2 separate regions of the Ovis aries genome follow, and region 2 is linked to region 1. The links are chromatin contacts, called in public Hi-C maps. All regions are on one chromosome and are shown on one strand. The core of a region is the stretch at or near the end of the contact, and the rest is flanking DNA. Distances in the headings are between cores, read along the strand shown.

Region 1 (5,989 bases), core at 654-3,153:
GCTTTATTATTTATTTATTATTTAATTGGAGTACAGTTGATGAAAGATCTCCTGGAGAAGGAAATGGCAACCCATTCCAGTATTCTTGCCTGGAGAACTCCATGGACAGAGGAGCCTGGTGGGCTACAATCTACGGAGTTGCAAAGAGTTGGACACAACTGAGTGCCTGAGCACACACATAGTTGATTTACAATGTTGTGTTAGTTTTAAGAGTACAGCAAAGTGATTTAGTTATATACACACATGTATAATGTTTTTCAGATTTCTTTCATTATTGTTTTTACAAGATATTAGCTAGAGTTTCCTGTGCTATACAGTAGGTCCTTGTTGTTTACCTACTTTGTATATAGCAGTGTGTATTTGTTAATCCCAGCCTTCTAATTTATCTCTCCTCCCCTTATACGTTGGAAACCAGAGTTTGTTTTCTATGTCTGTGGATCTATTTCTGTTTCTACATAAGTGCATATGAATCCATTTTTAAGATTCCACATATAAGTGATATCATATGATATCTGTCATTAATGAAAAACACAAAACTATGAAAGGTTCGGAGAATAAAGATGAAGAATGCATTCCCTGCAAACGATGATTTCTTATATCTCAGGGTCCTCAGCTTAAATTAACACACATACACACACACACACACAACACACATGAACATACACATACTTACATGTGGACACATCTCTCACGCACAAAAAGGCCAAGGGCCAAAGACGAAACCAAACACCCCAGCTAGAGTGGTGGTTTTCCCAAGTTGCAGATACTGTAACTCCTGTAATAAATGGAAAAAACAAAAAAAGGATTTTTGTTGGCAAAGTGTGGAGGATGGTGATTATTTTCTCAGGAAAAAAAGGTTAGATGTCATATTTCCCCTGTTTTAACACCAATGAAAGAGCATTTAGAAAAACAAGATGCTTAAATCTTGTTAGGATAGGTAATCTCGTGTTAGCTTAACAGTTAAACCCTGAATCTGTTTGCCCCAGAACTTTTTCCACCAGGACGTGTCATTATCACTTGATATGATTTTCCCACCAGCCTTTTTTCTTTCCATGCTTCCTTTAGTAGATAGGCTAGAGAGGAAAAAATAGGAAGAAATACAAAAAAATAAAAACAAAAAAAGAAGGATCTAGAATAAACTGTTCACATAAGCCAGCCCATTTGAGCTCTTCATTCATCTTGGAACAATCTGAGACTTCATGCTGTGAAGTCAACGAGTATGAACCACGGAAAACAGACCCATGGGCTCTCAGAGGTCTGCAAATGATGGAGTTTCAGGAGGAATTCATGACACATATCTGCTTCTGGTGCCGGGTCCTGATCCATCGCTCTGTGAGCCTCTGTTGTTTTGTGTTTGAACTTTCAGTTGAAAGTTGAGTGAGAGAAGTCCTCGGGTTTTGTGAATTCCGGGTATCTGTGAAGCGGGACTGGGAACTTTCGTCCGCCCGCCGTGCAAGAGTTGCCTAGCCAGGGAAGGTGTTCTGAACCGTTTCTGTTCAGACCCAGGGATTCTGAAGCCCACAGAGAGGTTCACAGGATGAGTTCAGAGGGTTCTCTCTTTGCACTCAGAGATGGACACCCTGCCAGCAGCCGGGTCACGAAGGCCAGGCGCTGCACTTGAGTGTCGGCACAAGAACCTCTGAATTTGTCAGCAGGACATCATTCTGCATTAATCATCAGAGAGAGGAACCTTTAAAAACCATCCGCTCGACACATCACCGGCGCAGCGATTTGTAAGCCAACGGCATCTTTTTTCGCTTATACGGACATGGAGGCTTTTCCAGTGATGGCAAACCAAGCACCATCTGACGGTCGCCAGGCAGCGCGTGGGAGCCTGAAGGCAGGGTTTCCCCCTGGCCTCGGGAGAACTGGCTGGTGGAGGAGAAGGACCTGTTTTTTATTAGCCCGGTTCACCCAGTTCCAAAACGGAGCCTGGCTGTTGCTCAACCTGGCAACAGAATTCTTAAGAGACATCGGTTTCGGGCAGCATCCCAGAGCAGCACTCAGAAGAAAGATCTTCCTGTGGGGGCGGGGGAGGGGTACAGGGCGGGGAAAAGCCCCTCTTCCTGTACACACAGCGTCTCCTAGTGAGGACTTAGTCTCTGGCCTGAAACACAAGGTTTTGTGGCTCACTTCTCCGTTAGCAAGTTCCCACTGCCATTTACATTCACTTACAGGGACACTTCAACCGAATTGATCTGGATAATACATGACAGCAAGAGACTCTTAGTCTTCGAGGCTCTGCAGCTGAAAACCATATCTCTTCAACCCATAGAAGCCTCGGCTCATGTCCGGAATCAGAGGCTAGATTTAGGCTTATCTCTGCCCCACAGGCTGGACAGGCCTTCACAATTGCCAGACCAGGAGCGGCATTCCCAGGGATGGGGGATGTTTAATGGCTGCTTGGGGTCAGTAGGGCAGGGCTCGGAGGCTGTGACACTGACAGCTAAGCCCCTGGTCTCCTCTCTCCTTGGGTTTCCTTTCTATTCCTGGACAACTGCGTCTTTATTCCTGCTGTATCTCTGTTTGAAGCTTGCATGAGCGAACACACACACACACACACACACACACACACACACACACCAGAAAACCTTCTGTTCGTCTTTAAGCGTCAAAGCTGATATCTGATCCTGCAGTGACCTGCTGATGAAAATGTTTCCACAAAAATGTGGAAAAATAAAAGTATATCTTTTTCTTCCCTGGTTTTTCTCAAATAAGCATTTATAATTATTATTTATATATAATGCTTGTTATAAATAAGCATCAAGATATTAATACTTGATGTTACAGAAAACATTATAAATGCTTAGAGGTACTAATATAAAATGCTGATTTCTAGCTTTAAAAATGATACGCTATAGTACTTGATAGAGATATACTATATGACCTTCCCTGGTGTCTCAGATGGTAAAGAATCTGCCTCCAATGCAGGAGACCTGGATTTGATCCCTGGGTTGAGAGGATCCCCTGGAGAAGGGAATGGTAACCCATTCCAGTATTCTTGCCTGGAGAATTCCATGGACAGAGGAGCCTGGCGGGCTAAAATCCATGGGGTCACAAAGAGTCAGACACAACTAAGCAACTAACACTTTCACTTTCATAGTAGCTTACACATTCAGGCAACTAGAACCAGAGTTTCTGGGTTGAAACCTAATTCTGCCACTTACTAAAGATGGAATTCTGGTGAAGTTACTTGTTACCAGGTTAACTCACCTGGATTTCCTTGTTTGTACAAGGGGCCTAATGTCACCAGGACTTACCTGGGGGGCAGTTATGAAGACTAGTACAGACGGAGGGCTTTGAACCCTGACTGGCCTATGGCCGATCAGTGAGCTGTTACTGTTTATTGACTATTATTGACTAAAGCACTGCAGGCAGGCTCCTGTGGACACATTTAAGCATCAAGCCACTGTTGACAACATGTCACTGTTTTCAAACTACAAGCCCATCAATTATGCTGTTACCCAATCTTCATTGCGAGTCTCCTGCTGGGTGTGCTGTCCATCAGTACCTTTATCTACTGGCTGCAAAAAATGAATCTCAGGTGTTTCAGATGCAAACTTCACAGTCGGAGTGAACCTTGGCTTTCCAACCTTTGGACCAGCACTCTTCCAGTAACTTTGAGATATTCAGCATACTTTGCTGTTAATGTAAATTATAATTATGGTATTCTTTGCTGTATAGTAAGGTATCATCTAGTACTCATAAAAAGAAATCAGTTCCATTTTTCATGCAAATACAAAAGAGCCCTTCGAAAGATTTGTACACCCAAACTGAGCAATGACTTTGAAACTGTGGATCACAACACTTTAGTGGATAATGACATCAGTGTAGTGAGTGGTAACCAGCATTTTAAAGGAAAAATAAAATAAGATAAATTATGCTCCAATAAAATGGAAAATACTAAAGTGAAAGTTTAGTCATTCAGTGGTATCCTTCTCTTTACGCCCCCATGGACTGCAACCTGCCAGGCTCCTCTGTCCATGAGATTCCCCAGGCAAGAATACTGGAGAGGGTTGCCATTTCCTTCTTCAGGGGATCGTCCCAACCAAAGGATAGAACCAGGTCTCCTGCATTGCAGGTGGATTCTTTACTATCTGAGCCACCAGGAAAGCCCTAGAAAATATCAAGGTACTGTATTATTTTTGAAGCTTTTATTTTAATTATTCCTTATGTGTGTTACTAGGTTGTAATATAAAGTACATATAATTTTAAGTGTATTTTTCACACGCATTAGGATGGCTATATTTGAAAAAAAACATGGAAAATTACAAGTGTTGGCAAGGATGTGAAGAAATTGGAAAACCTGTACATAACTGGTAGGAATGTAAAATGATGCAGTTGTGAAAAATAGCTGGGCATTTTCTCAAAAAGTCAAGCACTGAATTATCATGTGACTCAGTGATTCCCAGGTGGCTCAGGGGTGACAATCTGCCCGTCAATACAGGAGACACCAGAGACATGGACTCGATCCCTGGATCTGTAAGTTCCCTTGGAGTAGGAGATGACAACCTGCTCCAGTTTTCTTGTCTGGAAAAGTCCATGGACAGAGGAGCCTGGTGGGCTACAGTCCACAGGGTCGCAAAGAATTAGACGTGACTGAGCACACCCACACACATGCCAGCGATTCCACTCTTCAGGAGGATTGAAAATATGTGTGCAGACAAATACTTGTACTCCAATATTCACAGTGCCACTCGTCATAATAGCCAAAAAGTAGAAACAAACCAAAAGTCATCAGCAGATGAAAGGATAAACAAGATGTGGTATAGCCATACACTGAATTGTTATTCAGTCACACAAAGGAATAAAGTATTGATAGATGCCACAACATGGATAAACCTCAAAAACATTACGATGAGTGCAAGAGGCCAGACATAAAAGCTCCATAATGTGTAGTTCCACTTATATGGAATGTCCAGAGTAGGGACAGCCATAGAGATAAGAAGCAGATTAGTGGTCATTAGAGGCTAGAAAGTTTAGGGGGTGACGAGTGGCCATTTAACTGGTGCAGTGTCCTTGGGGCGATGACAAGTTTTGAAACCAGAGAGACATCATGGTTGCATAACAGTGTGAATGTACTAAATACACTGAATTATATACTTTAAAAAGAAAGAGAGATTGGAATATCTTTTCAAACTATTAAAAAAAAAACAACCTACCAAATACAATTAGGATCACACCAAAAGGATTCAGTGTCCTAATTAAATAAGCTCCCATTGGCTAAGAATAGGGCAATTAGAGCATCATAAGGATCACAATGCAGAGCATTGAAATGTATCAACTATGTTTAGTGTTTGGTTACCTCTGAGGATATTAGCAAGCCAACTCATTGTGCTTGTCATTGAAAGGAAAGAATCGAGCATGTATCCTATCTTTCCAAGGGTCCAGGCAATGATGTCAAAGCAATAAACACCAAACAGAGTCAACCAGACAGTATCTATTTCCTGGTGGAAGTAAATAGTATAATCTATGAAGAACTCTTAGGGAAAAAAGAAAGAAAATAACTGAAACCCAATCAAGAATCTAGATAAAACTACCATTTTACTGGAAGTACAGGTGATGGAGGATCAAACCTGTTGATTGACACCACGAGGATGCAATCAGCAAATCCACACAGTCGGAAACTGTTCTGGACGAACAACCCTGTTCATGAGATAAGGGTTGGGGAGTAGGGAGCTTATAAACAGAGATTTCAATAACTGCTAAGTCAAGTCTTAGGGTTTGATCCCTGGGTTAGGGAAGATCCCCTGGAGAAGGGAAAGGTTACACACTCCAGTATTCTGGCCTGGAGAATTCAAGATAGTCCATGGGGTCACAAAGAGTTGAACACAACTGAGCCACTTTCACTCACTCACTCAAGTCAAGACAACTCTTCTGTGTGAACCTTACCTGGATCCTGATTCAAAGAAACAAACTACAAAAACCATAAATAGAACAACTGTGTGTGTGCTAAATTGCTTCAGTTATGTTTGACTTTCTACAACCC
Region 2 (6,267 bases), core at 834-3,333, 140 kb before region 1:
GCCCAAGGAGAGGCCACATCTACACAGATCAGCCCCCTCAGGGTTTACTCAGCAGCAATTTGTTAAGACTCTTCAATGGGGGAGGGGGAAGGCAGTGAAAGAGTCAGCCATGAAGTAAACAATGTTCCCTTCCCAGAAGCGCTGACACACCACTGTGGGCCTAGTGATAAAGGCTCATCCTCCACGCAGAAATGTTATCACAGGATTATAAGCAGGAGCTCAAGTGTGTTCAAGTCTTACAATTTACAAGTGCTAGGTTTCTTTGTTGACTTCTGACCAATGTTCAGTTCATTTTAAAAGCTCCGCTCTTGCTCCTGCCTTCCTCTCTTTCCACCTTCCCACAGCTAAGCTTTGACAATAGGTTCCCCTGGCTGCCTCTGCTTCCTGACCTCAGTCACTCTCCAACCTGCAGCAAATAGGCTTCCCCCTCTCACTTCCCTCAGACCCAGGCTAGCAAAGGTCTCCATTGTTATCTTCACTACAAAGCCTGTGGACAATGTTTAGTTTTGACCTTACTGATCATTTAGATACCTGATACAGCTGTCCACTCACTCTGAGTCTGATGCCTGGGCTTCCAGAAAGTTCCCAAAGAGTCTCCATCAGAGGCCCCCAACGCTTTGCCTCACTCCACCTGGCGCTGTTCCTTGGGTTCCACGTTCGCTCCACAGCTCTCTCTACAGAGACCCTATAATCTCCTGCCAGATCTCATCCAGTCCCAGTTTTAACTGTCTCTCAAATGTTGAAGTCTCCCGTGAGTAAATAGCTTAGAACTCTCAGCCTTGATCTCCTGCCCAAGTTTCCAACTTGTATAGCCAACCATCAGCTGGGTACCGGATGTGAAGAGCCGACTCACTGGAAAAGACCCTGATGCCGGGAAAGATTAAAGGCAGGAGGAGAAGGGAACGACAGAGGACAAGATGGTTGGATGGCATCACCGACTCAATCGACATTGAGTTTGAACAAACTGGGAGATGGTGAGGGACAGGGAAGCCTGGTGTGCTACAGTTCATGGGGTCAAAAAGAGCAGGACATGACTTAGTGACTGAACTGAACTGAACTGAGCTGGGTACATCAGCTGAGTTCCAAATTTCACAGGCTAAATTTCCCCTGGTCACTTTCTGCTCATCCATTAGAATTCTCAATTTCAGTTCTTTGAGACCCCATGGACTATACAGTCCATGGGATTCTCGAGGCCAGAATACTGGAGTGGGTAGCTGTTCCCTTCTCCAAGGGATCTTCCCAACTCAGGGATGGAACCCAGGTTTCCCGCACTGCAGGCAGATTCTTTACCAGCTGAGCCACCAGGGAAGCCCAAGAATACTGGAGTGGGTAGCCTATCCCTCCTCCAGTGGATCTTGCCAACCCAGGAGTCGAACCGGGATCTGTGCATTGCAGGCGGACTCTTTACCAGCTGAGCTACAAGGGAAGCCTCAGTTCATAACACTCCAAAACAAAAACTCAAAAGAGTTTTTCCTGGTTCCCTGTATGCATTAATCACCAAATCACACCAACTTCACTGCTGTTTTCCCCACAGGCTCCCTTATTATTCCCTTCTATCTGTATCCTCATCTAGACTCTCATCATCTTTACTTGGATCAGTGCATTAGCTTTCCAAAGTGTTTCTCTGCCCCACAATCATGGTGTACCTTAAAGCTATCCATTCCTCTCCAGAGAAATAAAGACACAGGGGGATCCTGGGACAGAAGCAGCAAACAGTTACAATACCACAACTGTGAATTTATGGATTTTAACCCAACAGCTCTGAAACCAGATTAAAACTATAATGGTCTGAACTGGGTATGAGCGGAGAGGTAGAGGTGGAGAGTGGAAGAGACAGAAGAAAAAAGAAATCAGTGTAAAATTTAGATTAACTGAAAGAAGAGTTCCTTCTTAAGACCCCCTTCAAAAGTCCTCTGAGTATCGAAGTATTGTATTAATACTTCCATGAACTCTAAAGAGAATGGGTGCTAATGTTCCTTAACTTCCACAATAAAAACTTTTTTAGAGTATAGATAAGAGTAGTATCGTGTCTATTTAGGACTGTATAATTGAAATCAGCTTCTCCTGGGCTTCTTCTAAACAATGACTCATGTTGTTTTAGCTGGTGTTGACTCACTGCCCCACAAAGGATGACACAGCTTTAAATAAGCAGAGCGTGGCCTGCTTTTTCCAATTACCAGCTTCCAGCAACTGAAGAGGGGGGAGTCCTCTGGCATGGGGCTTTCTGCAACTAAGCACAATTTTGATTTTACCAAAATAGTTGCCAAGTGGACCTTGTAATCACTGAGCTTTCTAAGTGAGGAGGAGAGAAGTGAAGTCGTGGTATGTTAAAAATCACAGGGGCCAGGCATCATCTGTTCTTTCAAAACAGAATCTGCGGAAACTTAACAGTCAGCGCTTTTCCCATTTAATTGCCTGCTCCACTGAGGTCAGCAAATGTTTTTCTTTAAGATGCCAATGAAAAGTCACAGTGAGTGTGTTTTCCAGACTCTCCAAGTTACGTCTGGTGAGATAACGAGCATGGGGAGTCGTAATAGTGTTTGAAAGGAAGCTAAGGAAATGTCGTTCTCTTAACGGTCACCACCTTTTCTCCAGTTCTAGACATTTAATGGTCTCTCATCAGGTCTCCGGTTTCCCCCGCCTCCATGTTTTCCTTGCTGTTGGCCTGACTGCTCCCAGAACACATTTGTCCACGCCTTGGGCCAGCGTAGGTGCCGCGGTAATGCAAGTGGGTGACCAGGGGTCGGGAGGACAAACTCAGACCCCTGACGCATTCCACAAGGCCCTTTTCCATTCTTTGCTCCCCAGCTGAACCACAGAGATTAGTCCTCACTCATTACTTTTTTTTCATGATGCTCAGTTCCTATTAGTAATATGCTCTGAACAACTCGGCTGGTTAAAAATAGAAAACACTTCTAAAGACATGGCAGTTGGCAGGGAAGCCCAAGCCACACTGTTTATGTATAACTAAAATGACGGTCTAGTCTTTAATAGTTTCAGTGTTCTGAAAAACAAAGCTGATCAAAATGAATCCCCTGGAAAATGAACACAAGTGCCTGGAGGCCACTCTGTGGACTCTGACCTCTCCCGAAGATTCAAGTCCAGACTACAATGAGCCCTGGGTTTGTTTTCTAAACAGAAATCCTTGAAGCCCAATTTCGGTTCAGCATCATCTGTGGCTCCAGGGTCACCGAGGGACACAGGCTGTGCTCAGGCAGACAGGAGACCAGGGATGGCCCGGAGTCCAGACTGGACTGCACAATCTAGCTCAACTTATCCTAAGTTTCCAAGCAACATTTACAACAGAACTGGTCTGCACAAAGGCGTGGTCCAGGAGCTGCTTATCCCTTGGTTGGTTTCAGTCAAGACAAAGTGAAAACCTGACTGAATATCAGGAGAGACAAAAGGAAAACCCCATTAATTCTCAGGGAGCCTTGTTTCTTGACCTGCATTAAGAACTGTATGTTATAGATCACATGGAAAGAACAAAATGAAAAATACGTTTTTAGCCATAGAAATCTGTCTTAGTAGTTAGAGAAAATAATTGATAAAACTAAAATGAAAAAAATTCTAAGAACGTGAACCTACAGGTTAAAGGATTTAAAAAATGCCTTCTTTTCCTTCTGCCTAAAAAAGAGCCCTGGGAATATTTCCTATAACTCAAAATTGCTTGGATCTCACTTCCATGGTCAAGCTAATTGACTTCTATAATACGTTTTGTCCATTTTTAAAATACCGTTACCTAAATAAGACTGCAAGAGGGCAAGAATACAGCATTTACATTAAAAAAAAAAACAACCATTATTTCCCTTCAAGGGTTAACAAAATTTCTCAAACTGTATCCATTCACAAGTAACTCACTCCATGCTTATTCCATTTAAACAGAATAGTCATGATTGCAAAAAATGATTAAGTCAACACTAAGCATAATATCTACTGTGGAAGAGTTACTAATGCTGGTTGCTAAGTGGGGATACCATAATGCTGTCCCTGCTCTCAATAAACCTATAACCAAATTGCAGCAGAAAAACACTAAATCCGTAATATACAAAATAATGTTTCAAGATTTAAATAACAGGTTATAGGCACCAGTTTTGGAAAGACAGTCATCACCTTGCTATGTGATCTCGGGCTGATTCTCTGTCCCTCAGTTTCCTCCTATGTCACTGGATTGTGGGAAGGATTAAATGAGATAGTGTATGCCACACACGTAAACTACCAATAAAATGAGGACTTTTTTGGGGGAAAAAAAAAAAACAACCAGAATTGACACCACAGGACAGTATATGATGAATTACCAAATGATCATTATTGTTATGGTAGGTGAAAATTCTTCTGGCTACAACTGTCAAGGAAATCTTTAGAAAGGAAGCTTAGTCCTTACTTCTTTAACTACATTTATCCTCTTCTGTTTTGCTTTATATCCCCAGCCACTTAAATATGGATTCAGTCCCAACCACTGACCTGTTAACTTTGGCTACTCTGTGATTTTTTTCAGTATGGTAATGAAGGCAGGGAAAAGTGGGAAGGAAAGAGATCAAACATCAAATTATTAGTTAAAATGGCATTTTAGTAAGTTAAACCTTTTTGTTCTAAACACCTGTCAGGTTTCTCTATAGCTCTATAAAAATATAAATCCATTGATAGGTCTTTGTATAAAGACAAATGCATGTCCATTGTTTTCTAAATACTGAACAGGAAACTTCGAAGGAATTCTTGTCCTTATACATTACAAGAGTTACAAGAGCAAATCTGGTCCACTGACCAGAAAATTTAACATAGGAATAAAGATTACTCTCTTATACATAAAAGATATACAACTTAGAATGACTAACACAGTATATATAGATCTCAGGTGTTGGACAATTTAAAACTACTACATACTCCTCTCTTTGGTTTCCAGTTCCTCCTTCTGCTTCCTGTCCTTGGTATTACGTGTTTGTGTGCAGTCATCATCTATCTGTCAAAGGGATCAGAAATGGAATGCACAGGTTTAATCAGTTATTAAGGGCAACACGAGACACCACAGCTGGTTCTCAACTTGACATTAGTAGATGTCCTCCCACGCTTGGAATTACTTGGCACTGAATGTCTGTCAAATGGATAGTTTTATCTGTAATAGTCATTTATTGAAGACTGATGTAAAACATCTGATACTCAAAGAATATGTCATAAACTGCAAATATTTAGGAAGATGATACATAATGAAAACAATCCACTACTTTCTTTAGTTTGCACTCTAAGTTTTCCGACACAATGTTAACATTTTGATGCATATCCTCTAATATTCTCAGAACAATGGATGCATGGAATTCCATGTTATAAAAGACAGAACATTATACAAAACTCACTAACTCAAGTAACCAGAACACAGAGGACACGAACACAAACAAGAAAACCAAAAAATCCTCAAAGAAATGGAAATAAATGCTATCAAAATTTCTCCTTAGATTATATATTTTAGTCATTTGAACAGCATTTTCTTTACACAGTTCTAACCAGCCTATCTAATCAAAAGTAAATCACGAAGCATGCTAAAAATAGCAATATTAGAACAAAAGTACCACTAATGGCTTTAAGATCTGCCTGAAAATAAAGAAAAAAATAGCAACAATAAATAATATTTAAATTAAATTACATAAGCAATAAAACAATACACCAACATACGCTATTTACTTTTTTTATCCTTTAACTTTATATTGGAGTACAGTCAGTTAACAATATTGTGATAGTCTCAAGTGCACAGCAAAGCAACTAACTCTAAGCTATTCACTTTTAAAGCAAACAACTTCCACATCAGTCAGTGCCTATACTATAGCACTGTAATTCTCGTCTTAATGATGACAGTCATTTAGGAAAAGCTCTTTTCTGCACTATTTGAAGATACATTTGACTTAATATTTTCATCCAAAGAGACTTAAAAACAAAACAAAGTCTATCGTTTAAATAAACTTTATTGCCAAAATTTTCTTCTGAGAAACATTTTATTCTCTTCCATTGCTTTTCTATAGACCATTTTACTTCTATTCTTGGCTAGAACTAGTATCAAGAGACCACAGATTGAGAAAACAGAGAATGGAAATGATTTCGGAAGTGAAATAACTTGGTTTAACGATGAAATGAGAAGAAATTCTGATTATATGCAAACTAGAATGTTTATTTTCGTGTGACACATGTGCAAACGTTCCAGTAACGTCTCAGCACGCTGCTAAGCGGAGAAGAGTCCCACCAGAGCATCCTCGGTAGCAAATCCGACAAAGTGGACGC

What was found. A called contact is a pair of places that touch in the nucleus more often than the background predicts.
Region 2: a contact with region 1 is called in a Hi-C map of tail adipose tissue, with 2.3 times the contacts expected there. The contact joins two enhancer-like sites. A contact is called at or near these places in 2 of 16 Hi-C or Micro-C datasets (skin fibroblasts and tail adipose tissue).

The regions. Positions count from the first base shown.
Region 1 is chr23:40,143,010-40,148,998 of ARS-UI_Ramb_v3.0, reverse strand. No RefSeq gene overlaps it. Among named protein-coding and RNA genes, the nearest start is that of ARHGAP28, 130 kb to the left of the region's middle. Within about 2 kb of position 1,903, at least 5 of the 54 cell types and tissues checked have an H3K27ac peak or open chromatin away from gene starts, as enhancers often do. A contact at or near this core is called in tail adipose tissue, where this site is marked.
Region 2 is chr23:40,285,152-40,291,418 of ARS-UI_Ramb_v3.0, reverse strand. All of the region lies in intron 1 of ARHGAP28 (Rho GTPase activating protein 28), which reads right to left. Among named protein-coding and RNA genes, the nearest start is that of ARHGAP28, 8.8 kb to the right of the region's middle. Within about 2 kb of position 2,083, at least 16 of the 54 cell types and tissues checked have an H3K27ac peak or open chromatin away from gene starts, as enhancers often do. A contact at or near this core is called in tail adipose tissue, where this site is marked.